Linked DNA regions of Oryctolagus cuniculus: region 1 is linked to region 2. A link is a contact called in public Hi-C data. All regions are on one chromosome and are shown on one strand. The core of a region is the stretch at or near the end of the contact, and the rest is flanking DNA. Distances in the headings are between cores, read along the strand shown. Region 1 overlaps CUX1 (cut like homeobox 1). Region 2 holds the start of CUX1 (cut like homeobox 1).

Region 1 (6,035 bases), core at 1,502-4,001, 100 kb after region 2:
AGCAGGAGTTCGGGAGCTTCTACAGCCACCTGAGGTCTGGGGAGGTTTTTATCCCTTGTTACACAGCAGATTGGAGATCTCGAAAAGCCGTGGCGCACGCTGCCCCGCAGACTGGGGGAGAAGGGTTGCTGGAGGGAGCCCTCGGGAGAAGCCCGGGGGGCGCTCTGGGGGGTCTGGGATGGGACCCGGGGGTGAGCTGCTTGTGGCAGGGTCTGGCGCCTCCAGTGCAGCTTCTCTGTGGAGTCTTGGCCTTTGCCTCCCCTGCCTGCGGCCCTGTGTTCCCTTCCACCCTTCCAGGGTGGGGGTGGGGAGCAGCAGCCAGCCCCAGGTAGATCCTGTTCCGGGCCTGCTCACATCCCTTCATCCTCCTCTTTATTTCCACATCCAGTCTGCATTTGTGTATTCTGAGAACGAAGAATGACACTGCCATTTTTAAGTGGACAAAAGACTGTTTTGTGATACACAAAAATCATGAAATTCAAGTTTGTTTCCATAGCTTTCATTTTTTAATTTTTGAAAAGATTTATTTATTTGAAGGTGTTACAGAGACAGCTTCCATTGGCTGGCTGCAATCAATGCCTGGGGCTGGGCCAGGCTGAAGCCAGGAGCCTCATCCAGGCTGGGCCACCCCCTGCTGCTTTGCCCAGGTGCATTATCAGGGAGCAGGAAGTGGAGCAGCCTGGACTTGAACCACGTCGCAGGTGGCGGTTTTACCTGCTACGCCGCAGCACTAGCCTATTTCCATAGTTTGTTTTTTTAAGGATTTATTTATTTGGGAGGCAGAGTATAACAGAGTGGGGGGGGGTGGAGAGGGAGAGAGAGAGAGCGAGAGAGCTCTTCTATCCGCTGGTTCACTCCCCAGTTGGCTACAATGGCAGGGGCTGAGCCAGGCTGAAGTCTGGAACTTCATCTGGGTCTCCCATGTGGGTGCTGGGGACCCAGCTATTTGGAACATTATCTACCGCTTTCTTGGGCAAATTAACCAGGAATGAGATCAGAGGAGGAGCCGCTGGGATTCGAACTGGCACTCGGATATTGGATGCTTGCATTGCTAGCCGTGGTTTAACCTGCCCCTTGGTTTTTCTTCTTTACGGTGATAAAATACACCTAACATAAAACCCTTTTGACCATTTTTTTATTGTGAAGGTCCCTCGCATTCAGTGCCTCACCACCATTCATCTCCAAGTCTTTTCCATTTTGAAACTATAAATAAAGCTTTATTTGAACACAGCCAAATTCACTGGCTCACCTGTTGGGCACAGCTGCTCTTGTGCTGCCACTATGGCAGAATTGAGAAACTGCAATCAAGACCATGTGGTCCACAAACCAAAAATACTCCCTCCACGACCCTTTCCTGCAAAACTTGTCCGGCCCCTGGCTTGGGCTGGGCGGCTGCGGCTTGGGCAGTTACCGTAGCAACCACCCAGCGGTCTCAGCCACTGCCAACCTCACTCCCTTCTGGTCTGGCTGCTACCAGCGTGGTTTCGCTAAGATGCACTTCTGATCGGTTAATGCCTGTGAATAAAATCGCAGGGCAACATCCCATAGGTCAATGTACTTCCTGGGAATACCCGTCCCAGAATATGGACACGTGCTGTTAAGGCTCTGAGAAGGCCGGGGAAAGAAACCTCTGCCACCCATCGATTTCTCCCCTGCCTCCTCAAACCCACTGACTCGAGCGGGTTCCTTCCTTCCTTTCCTTTCCTTTCCTTTCCTTTCCTTTCCTTTCCTTTCCTTTCCTTTCCTTTCCTTTCCTTTCCTTCCTTCCTTCCTTCCTTCCTTCCTTCCTTCCTTCCTTCCTTCCTTCCCCTCCCTCTCTCCCTTCCTTCCTTCCTTCCTTCCCCTCCCTCTCTCCCTTCCTTCCTTCCTTCCTTCCCCTCCCTCTCTCCCTTCCTTCCTTCCTTCCTTCCCCTCCCTCTCTCCCTTCCTCCCTTCCTTCCCCTCCCTCTCTCCCTCCCTCCCTTCGTTTCTTTCTTTCTTTCTTTCTTTCTTTCTTTCTTTCTTTCTTTCTTTCTTTCTTTCTTTCTTTCTTTCTTTCTCTCTCTCTCTCTCTCTTTCAGATTTATTTTATTTATTTGAAAGAGTTACAGAGAGAGGTAGAGACAGAAAAAGAGGGGTCTTCCATCCACTGGTTCACTCCCCAGATGGCCACAACACCTGGAGCTGTGCCGATCCGGAGCCAGGAGCTTCTTCCAGGTCTCCCACATGGGTGCAGGGGCCCAAGGACTTGGGCTATCTTCACTGCTATCCCAGGCCATAGCAGAGAGCTGGAGCGGAATTGGAGCAGCCGGGAATCGAACCGGTGCCACTATGGGATGCCGCTGCTTCAGGCTAGGGTTTCAACCTGCTGTGCCACAGCGCCGGCTGCAGGTTTTCTCTTCTTGTCCTTACCACCTGTTGCTACTCTACAGCAGAGGTTGGCAAACTTGGACTGCAGACGGACTGTGGGTCAACTCCCCGCTCCTCCGGCTGCAGGCCTGCAGGGACGCAGCTCCAGACCGGACGCGAGCAGTGGCCTTGGCCCATGGCAATGGTTCCCTGACTCCTGTCCTGGAAAGCAGAGGTTCTCAGGGTGTGGCCCCGCATCCACGGCAGCACCTGGGCAGATCCTCCGCACTGGAGACTCTGGGGGCTGCCGGCAGCCTGTGTGTAGCAGCCCCCTCACTTTGCTGGGCTCCACTCAGGAGTGTGTCCTGAGCCCCTAGCCCCTGTGCTGTGCAGCTGCTGTCCCCACCTAGGCAGGGCACACTGTGTCCTGCTGTGGCCACTGACTTGCCCCCTTGGCCATTTGTCTCATCCTGGTGTCCCCAGCGCACATTGGGCACCCCCAGAGCACTGACCGTGGGGTCCAGCGAATGAGTGGAGGACGCAGCCCAGGGCGCCGAGCAGGGGCGGGGCGGGGAAGTCGAGTCAGCCCGGGGTTCCTGATTCTCCACGGTTCTGGGAAGTGCTGGTTGGGGAGGCCTCCCCTTCATTTCCTCTTCTCCCCGCACTGACTCACTGATTGATTGATGTTTGGAAAGTGTGAGTCATCTTGTTAGAGAAGGAAAAGGAAATTTTATTCTCGGTCTCCCTCCCTTTCAAGTGAGCACCGAACACGAGCGGCTGGCATTGCGCTCGGAAGCGTTTACGTGCATCTCTGGTTTTCCTAATCGGTAACTTCTCGCAGACGGGGGTCCCTGCGTGTTTGACTTTGTGCCTTCCCCTTGGTGGCACGAGTGAGCTGGCGGCCCCAGCTCGCTCTGCCTCAGCCCAGGCGAGTGTGCAAACGATGGCCCGAGCTCCTTCTCGGAGCGGGAGGGACCGTCTCCACCTTCCAGAGTTTCAAAATGAGCACACGGGGCAGGGAGTAACGGCGTCTTAAGCCAGTTTGTTAAATGTGAAGGGATAAGATGTTCTAGGTTTACATCATGTACCAAATATAGATAAGGCCCGGATCAGCTGGACGCCAGGCCCGCGGCCCACGCTGGGGCCAGAGCTCTGTCGAGTCTGGGATGCCTGTTCTGTGTCACGGCCTCCGGGAGGGACCTGGACGCGTGGCCTTGGCTTTTAAGGCTCTCCTCCCGGGGAACCCAAAAAAAGGCATCCGTTCACAATTCTCCATGGCGCCGGATGTGCAGTGTTAGCGTTTGCCGCGTAACTCTCTCCGTGTCCGGCATGTCCTAGATGTTTTAGGTTCTTTGGGAAAACACCGCCAAGAAAGTGGGCGTCTTCGCAGCTGGCGACCTGACGCAGAGGCTGGCCGAGTGCCCGCCACGGCCGTGACTTTGTCCCCGCCGCCCTCGCTCGCCCGGCGCCACGCCCAGGGCCTCGGGCGCCTGCGCGGTCTTTCCTTGTGCGCCACAAAGCCCTGCACCGTCCCTGTTGGCCAGGCGCGGGGGCCGTGGCTCGGCTGGACTTCCCAATCCCTGCTGACGTCACGCCCAGGCCCGTCCCCTGTGCTGGCTGCTCAGCGGTGACCAGCTGTGTGCTCCTCGGCTGTCCCTGACGCCAGAACCGGGGCCGCACCAAGCGCAGGGCGTGCATCGCCTGGAAACACCCGGACACGGAAGCTGCTGAGCTGCGGGTTCGAGGGAGGAAAGGGAGCCGGGTGGGCTGCTTCTCACCGCCACCTCCTCTCCCCTCGCATTCCCTTCTCCCGTAGAGAGCTGCGGCCCGTGCTCACTGCACTGACCGCTTGCGATCAATTTTCTCATCCAGAGTTGTGGTGGCCCTGCCAGGCTGGCGGACCCGGTGCTGCCACAGTCCGAGTGCCCAGATTCCTGTGCTGATGGGGCGGGGGAGCTCGGGGGAGGCTGATGTCAGATGAGGCCGTGAGGGTGGGGCCTCGCGATTGCATCATTGGCTTCCCCGCACCTGCTCTCTCCGGCTGCGAGGCCTCCCGCCGCACCGTGGTGCAGCCGGCTGGTCCTCACCAGACGCCAGCACGCTGATGGTGGACTTTGCAGCCTCCGGAGCTGTGCTAAGTCAGTCTCTGTTCTTTACCAATTACCCAGTCTCAGGTGCTCTGTTAGAGCGGCAGGCAGTGGAGCAAGGCGCAGGCCTGCTGATAGACTTGAGGGAGATGAGCTTGGTCCGAGCCACTCAGCCAGTGAGTAACTGAGCTAGGGTCCCTGGGGGTCTCTGCTCAGACAGCAGCCGTGTCTCACCCGAACCACCACCTCCACGGCCGGCCTGGGGACTCCCAGGAAGTTCATGGCAGGGTCCCACTCCCGGTTCCAGCCCTCCCTGGACAGACCAGAAGTCCAAGACTGCATTCTGACCTCTGACCCTGACGCTGAGCCCCTGGCCCCTGCAGCAGGTGGGCCAGGGGTGGCGCCCACCTAGCGGCTTCTGTCCTCGCCCCAAAGGCAGTCTGACGCTTGCAAGGCCGTGAGTCCACAGTCAAGAAGAAAAGAGGGCCGCTCTGGAGGGGAGGACCTGCACTGTGGTCCCCCCGCGTCTCCGCAGCGAGGGACGGCCGCCCTGGCGTTGGGAGCAAGCGGCGCCCGCCGACGCCAGGCTGAGGTCATTTCCATTTCTGTGTCAGGACTGGCCCCGCACAGAGATAGACGGTTATATTTGTCACCAGCTCACTTATCAGCACACGCCACCAGACGCGCAGACTGTAACCCGACTCGACTCAAGAAAATTCATTGCACGACTGGGTGGTGAAGCAGGCCAGTGTGGAAGACATCAGGTGGATCACAGAACCAGCGTCCCCCTCAGAAACTGAGCCGTGGATGTCCTTCCCTCCGCAAGTCCACAGTCTGGCCCTGCGTTCCCACTGCTGAGGACCCGTCCTGAAACAAAATACAGTAAGATAAAGAATAAAAACTTGCCCAGAGCCTCCTGAACAAGAACTTTGATCGTAGGGATATTTATAATGCCAAGAAAATACTCGATACACAAAACCACAATAAGGTTTCACCTCACCCCCGTGAGGATGGCTCTCATACAGACATCAACAAACAACAAATGCTGGCGAGGATGTGGGGAAAGGTACCCTAACCCAGTGACCCACTGTCAGCGGGGATGTAACCTGGCGCAGCCACTGTGGAATATGGACCTACCGTATGCCCCAGCCATCCCACCCCTGGGAATTTACCCAAGGGAAAGGAAATCAGCCTATGAAGGCGTTATCTGCACCCAGGTTTATTGCAGCTCAGTTCACACGAGCTAAGATATGGAATCAACCCACATGCCCTTCAGCGGAAGCCTGGATAAACAAACTGTGGGGTATGTACCGCAAGTGGTCTTTAAAAAATGAAATCCACTCATTTGCAACAAAGTGGATGAATCTGGAAAACATCATACTCAGTGAAAGAAGCCAGTCCCAAAGGGACAAATACCACGTGTTCTCCCTGACCTGTGAGCACCTAAAAGGAAACCTGTAAACGTGAAATGAACACACTTGGAGATGCAGTGACTTTGAGCGGTGACTTTGAACAGCCCTTGTCTCCACTGTTGAGGAGCAGTTGTTTTTCCATACAATTTGCTGAACTCTTTACTTAGTATAGAGTTAATTGTATGTATAAAGTTAATTGAAAAATAGA
Region 2 (5,399 bases), core at 2,420-4,919:
AGGTGTCAGCAGAATTCGTTTTTTTTTGCCTTGAGTCCAAATATCCACATCTTTGTCTTTGTGAATAAGCGATGATGGAAACCTTTAGCATTAGGTATTGCTTCCCCTGGGGGGTCTGAAATGTTTCTTGTTGGAAACTATTTGAAACTAGATCTAAATTCGGATCTAAAATGTATCCAGAAAATGCTACAATGAAACAAACTACACCTACATGTGGGCATAGTAATGAACTATGTCCTGTAGGTGGGATAGCATGTAACAAAATGAGTACTTTTATTCTCTGGGTGTTTGCATAGCACACAGCCAGAGTTTTACAAAGAATGTCCTGACATTTCCCTTGAAGCCAATCACACAGGTTACAAGATTTCCATATTTTTCACCTTCTTTATAGTGGGGTCAAAATTCTGGATTATTCCCTAACTTTTCCTGGAGATAGTTCGGAGGTGAAACTGAATTTTTTAAATTTTGGTGTCTATTTAAAATACGATATAAGGACCTAAAGACTCGCCTATGAAGGATACAGGGAGGGCATTTATTTATTTATTTATTAAATAAAGCCTTACAGCGTAGGGCATTTTCCGATTCTGGAGACATTCTTGGTGGTCGGTTCCTTTAAGGAGTCAGGTTTGTGTATCAGAAGAATGGCTACATTTGAATCTTTAGGAAATGACTCATTGGGTTTCATTTTCTTGGGGCTATCAAAGGAAGATCAATGTAGTAATAAGCTACACATTCGATAGTTTGGCGAATTTGCTAACTTTCCCCTTAGCGTCTTCAGTAAATAGAGTGTAGATGCCAAGAGAGAGGAGAACCCACCCATCTCAGCAGCAGGGGGAGGAGTAAGCTCTCCAAAGTACTTTACAGTTTTCTGTAAGTTACATTAGTACGATCACACCCCCAATGTGCCCCCTCTCCCTCTCTTTCTCTCTCTCTTTTTAGACAAAATAAAATGAGTGAGAAAAGAACATGAGCGATTCTGGCTCCTGTATTATTTCGTTGCCTTATTTGGTGCTAAGCTGTATCTCAGTTAAAGATACAAACAGCATCTCGGTGGACCGAGATTTTGGAAGCTCGTGGTGGCAGTGGTCCCCATATCTGAGGGGACCGTGAGCTTTCTTCCCCTAAAGGGAGAACCTGAAAGTCAAAAAGTGGCCGCACAAAGTGACCACACACCTTGGGGCTGTGCTCCATCCTAAGGAGACTCAGTTAACACAGTGTTTTGGGAGGCCGCGGTGATGACTGCTTTATCTTCGGAGGTGCCCGTGGGGATCTCTGTCCTAAAACCTTCCCATCTTCTCAGTGTTTAGCAGAGCACACAGAGCGTGGAGCCCCTCTCTCTGCGGATCAGTGGGCCCTCAAGCTTTGGCAATGCTGAGGCCGACCGTCGACGTGAAAAGAAGGAAAGAAAAGGAAATAGGATAGATGGGACTTGCTCCTAGTCTATGTACTTGCTCAAGAAGATGACAACGTAGCTTTAAAAGTTTTTTTTAAAAACAGATTACTTCACTCAGCATAATTTTTGATCAGCGATTTAGCTTGTGTGATTTTAACACGGTAATATTTTGTGTGGCTGGTAAACGCAGGCTCAACACGCCTCTCCCCCTGACTGTAGACGGCAAGACTTCTATAACCCAAAAGTTGGGTAGGAGTGATCTAAATTTTATTTAAAGAGACTTCAATCCGCAGGCCACTCGATGCAGGCTTTCTCTACATGGTTCTCTAGCATGTAAATAATATAAACATAACCAGAAATGTAACAAGAATATTTAATAGTCGTCAAACTTATTTTTAAAATATTGCCATGGATTCAAAACCCTGAATTCCAACCAGATGTACTTCTGGAGTATTACACAGGTCATATATATTTCACTTTTTTGGTTCAAACCCAGGGGATCGACACGATAATTAGATTGAAAACATCTGCACCAAATCCAAACCATTCCCCTGATTCTTCCCCACGGGAGGGAATTTTTTTTTCTTTTCTTTTTTTTTTTTTTTTCTTTCTTTTTTTAAAGCTCCTGCACATTTTGTCTAAGCACCTTCCGGGTAATTCCTAAGGGCTCGCCTGCCTGCCACCGCACGCATGCGAGCAGCTAGCAAACTGCCCCCAAGCGTGGGCTGGCGAGGCCAAGAAGCGGGATTGGAAGGCGTGGGGGCTCCGCCGCCGCTTCCCGCAGGGAGCCCGGCTCCGGGACAGGGCGTGGCCAGCGCGGGGCCTGGGGCGCGCGGGTGGCACGTGCGCCCGCGACCCGAGGACCCGAGTAGCCGGGGCGCCGCTGCCCTCTGCTGGGCGGCGCGGTCGGAGCTGCAGCGCGGCGGCCGGAGCCCCGCACCCAAGCGGCCCGCGGCCCCCGCACGCAGCGCGCAGAGTCTGGGGCTCCCACGCGCTCCCACCCACCTGCTCCCTGCGCCTGCTTGGAGTCAGGGGTGCTGGGAGTGGGGTCGAGGGGTGCGGGCGCAGAGTGAACCCCGCCCCCTCCGGAGCTCAGGGGCCTCCCCTGGAAGAAGCCCGCCGAGGCGAGATCTGGGGACGCGGCTGTTCCCCGCACGCTCCACGCATGGACGCTAAAACCCTCGATACTCGCCCGAAAAGCAGTTAGAGTTCCCACTTCCATGTTTTATTTTTGCATCGGGTGCAGAGTTTATTTACATATAATTTTCAAGATTAAGGAATTTGGGGATTTGTTTTAACTAATTACACGTTAAATGAAGTGCGGGAGAATTACACGTGTGTGTAATCAATTAAACACGACGATCGCAAAACGTGGGCTTTTTTTTTTTTTATTGGCCAGGTTTCTGGGAAGAAGGAAATCAAAAGGGAATTGGTTTTTTTTTTTTTTGGGGGGGGGAGGCTTAAACGCTGGGGTTTCTGTAAACTTGGGAGCACGCTTTCTGGGGCCAGGGAGCGAGCCCACACTTTCCCAGTCGGTGCGCGCACCGGAGCACAACCGGAGATAGAGTTTCTGGGGCTGCCCCGCCGCAGCGGTGCGGGGACCCTCGAGACCGCGAGCCTTGCCAAGACTTTTCCTGTCTTGGCCTAAACGGGAGCCGCGACCGCCGGGCTGGGGGGCGCAGGGACCCCCTGCAGCCCCGCCGCTGTCTCCCGGGGCGACGCCGCGACCGCGCGGCCCGGGTGCGGGGCACCAACGCGGGCAGCGACCAAGTAGGGGGACAAGGGCCGGTTCTCCCCGCAACCCCAATGCCCCAAGACTTAAAAATTTCCCGTCGCCTTAGCGGCGGAGTCCCCGCCGGGACGCCCGCGGCGAGCGCGCCCCTCGCACAGGGGCCCGGGCAGGTGGTCGCGGCGGCTCCGCGCGCTGCGGCCGGCGGGCCCCAAGTTGAGGGGGAGGGGGGGTCCCTGCGGCCGCCGCACCCCCGCGACCCCCGGCGCGCCTCAGGTGAGCGGGGCCCGGCGTCGCGCGGCCGCCCTCCAGCGCCCCCTCGGGGCCGGGTTCGCGCCCGCCCTCGCCGCCGCCGCCGCCGCCGCGGCCGGGGCTGGGGGCCCGGGAGGGGCGGGGGTCGCGGGCCGGGCACCCGCCCGCCGCGGGGGAGGGGGCGGGGGCCGCGCGCGCCGGGCCGACTGGCGGCCGCCGCGCCCTCGGGCTGCGACTCCGGCTCCGGCTCGGGCTCGCCATGGCTGCGGCGGCGGCGGCGGCGGCGGCGGCGCCGTGAGGAGGAGTCCGCGTCCTCCGTGGCGGCGGCGGCGGCCGGCTCCAGGCCGGGTTTTGGCGCCGCCCGCTTGCTGCCTCCTGGCGGCTCCTGAACTCCAGCCCCCTCTCTATCAGCCTCTCACTCCGTCTCAATATGTCTCAAGATGGCGGCCAATGTGGGATCGATGTTTCAATATTGGAAGCGCTTTGATTTACAGCAGCTGCAGGTCAGGCTTCTCCTCGCTCGGCCTCTCGCCCGGGGGTGGGGGCTGCGGGCGGTCGCGGCCTCCCCCGGGGTCCCCGGGCTGCCCGGCCGCCGGGGGGCCGCGGCGGCGGGGAGGAGGGGGGTGCCGGGGAGAGCGGGGCCGAGTCGGGGACAAGTCCCTCTCGCTCCCCGGCCCCCATTGATAACTCGCTTGATCAGAAATTGATCCTCTTTGTTCAATTCATCGATCAGCCCAAGATGGCGCCGGGAGCCGCCGCCGCCACCGCTGCCCCCGGTGTCTGCCCCCACCCGGGGCGCCCCCCCGGGCCCTGCGCGGCCGCCGCCAGCGCCACCGCCGCCGCCGCGGGACCGGGGAGGGGGCGGCCCCGGCGGCCTGCGGGGCGCGCGCGCGCGAGCGGGGCGCGGGCGGCGGGCGGCGGGCGCCGGGAGGGGGCTGCGGCCCGGCGGCGGCGGCGGCGGCGGCGGCGGCGCCCGCCCGCGCCCCGCGCCCCCGGCCCCGCCGTATTCCCGGGGAAAGTTTGCGGGGAGTTGCTGTGGGGGGTGAAGCGCCTGCCTCTCCAGGAGGAGCCGCCGCCGCCACTGCCGCCGGCGCGGCGGAGCTGGGGCTGGTGGCGCTGTGGTGCCGCCGGCTCGGGGGAGGGTCAGAGCGGCCACCGGCGGCGGCGGCGGCGGCGCGGCCCGGCTCCGGCCAGGCGGGCGGGCGGGCGCCCGCGCTCCCTGCCCCGGCCGGCCGGCCCGGGGGCCCGGCCGCCGCTCCCGGCTGTCAGCGGCCCCTGCCGCACCCCCGCGCCCGGCGTGGCTGGCCGCACGGACCCCGGGGTTTGTTTACGTCCGGGGGAGCACCCGGGGGCCACCCGCGGATCCCTCGGTCCGCCCGGCTCTTTTGTGTGCCTGCGCGAGTGGCGCGGACCTGCCCCTGCGCGACCAGGGGACCCCCGCGGGGGCGCTTCGGGGAAACTTGGCGCGGGGCAGCAGGGGCTTCCCGCACGCTGTGCGGCGGGGTCGCGGCGTCCGGGACCGCCCGGCGGGCGCGGGTGCCGGCGCGAGGAGCGGGGCTGCAACTTTCCCAGAGCGCAGGCCCCGCGCTGCGCCCCGGCGCGCCGGGTGCCGGGCGAGGGGCGCTTCCTCCCGGCCGCGGGTCCGGGTGGCGCTCACCGCCTGCCAGCCGGCTCCAACGGCCCTAGTGACCTCGGGGGTCCTGCCCTGTCCTGCAGGCGCAATGGAGCGCGTGGTGGGGCCGTTCCGTGGTGCCTCTTCGGCTCCGGTTCTCCAAAGCGAAGCCCCGGGGCCCCCGCTGGACTGTGGCGTGCCGGCTGGGGATGCGGGCGCTGAGCCCCAGGCGCCGCGCGAGGATTGTCCCCCGGCTTCGCCGCCGCCGCCGTGCCCGGGGGGCGCGTTCCTGCCTGTCACCCCCCAGCCAGAGGAGCGGCGCGCCCTCGGGGTTGGCCCCCCGAGTGCCAGCTCCGCGCCGGCCGTGCCTGGACTGCCCCGGGACTCTGCCGGGTGGATGTTGTGCGTAGCCG

What was found. Hi-C and Micro-C count contacts between places; a contact is called where the count stands out from the background.
Region 1: a Hi-C map of an unstated tissue shows a contact between it and region 2, with 1.9 times the contacts expected there. The contact joins the enhancer-like site here to the promoter of CUX1 in region 2. A contact is called at or near these places in 2 of 6 Hi-C or Micro-C datasets (psoas muscle and an unstated tissue).

What each region holds. Positions count from the first base shown.
Region 1 is chr19:43,788,525-43,794,559 of mOryCun1.1, forward strand. All of the region lies in intron 2 of CUX1 (cut like homeobox 1), which reads left to right. Among named protein-coding and RNA genes, the nearest start is that of CUX1, 100 kb to the left of the region's middle. Within about 2 kb of position 2,752, at least 4 of the 8 cell types and tissues checked have an H3K27ac peak or open chromatin away from gene starts, as enhancers often do.
Region 2 is chr19:43,684,498-43,689,896 of mOryCun1.1, forward strand. It overlaps CUX1 (cut like homeobox 1), which reads left to right and starts at 3,670. Exons shown (of 23, transcript XM_051837967.2): 1 at 3,670-3,877. The coding sequence starts at 3,815.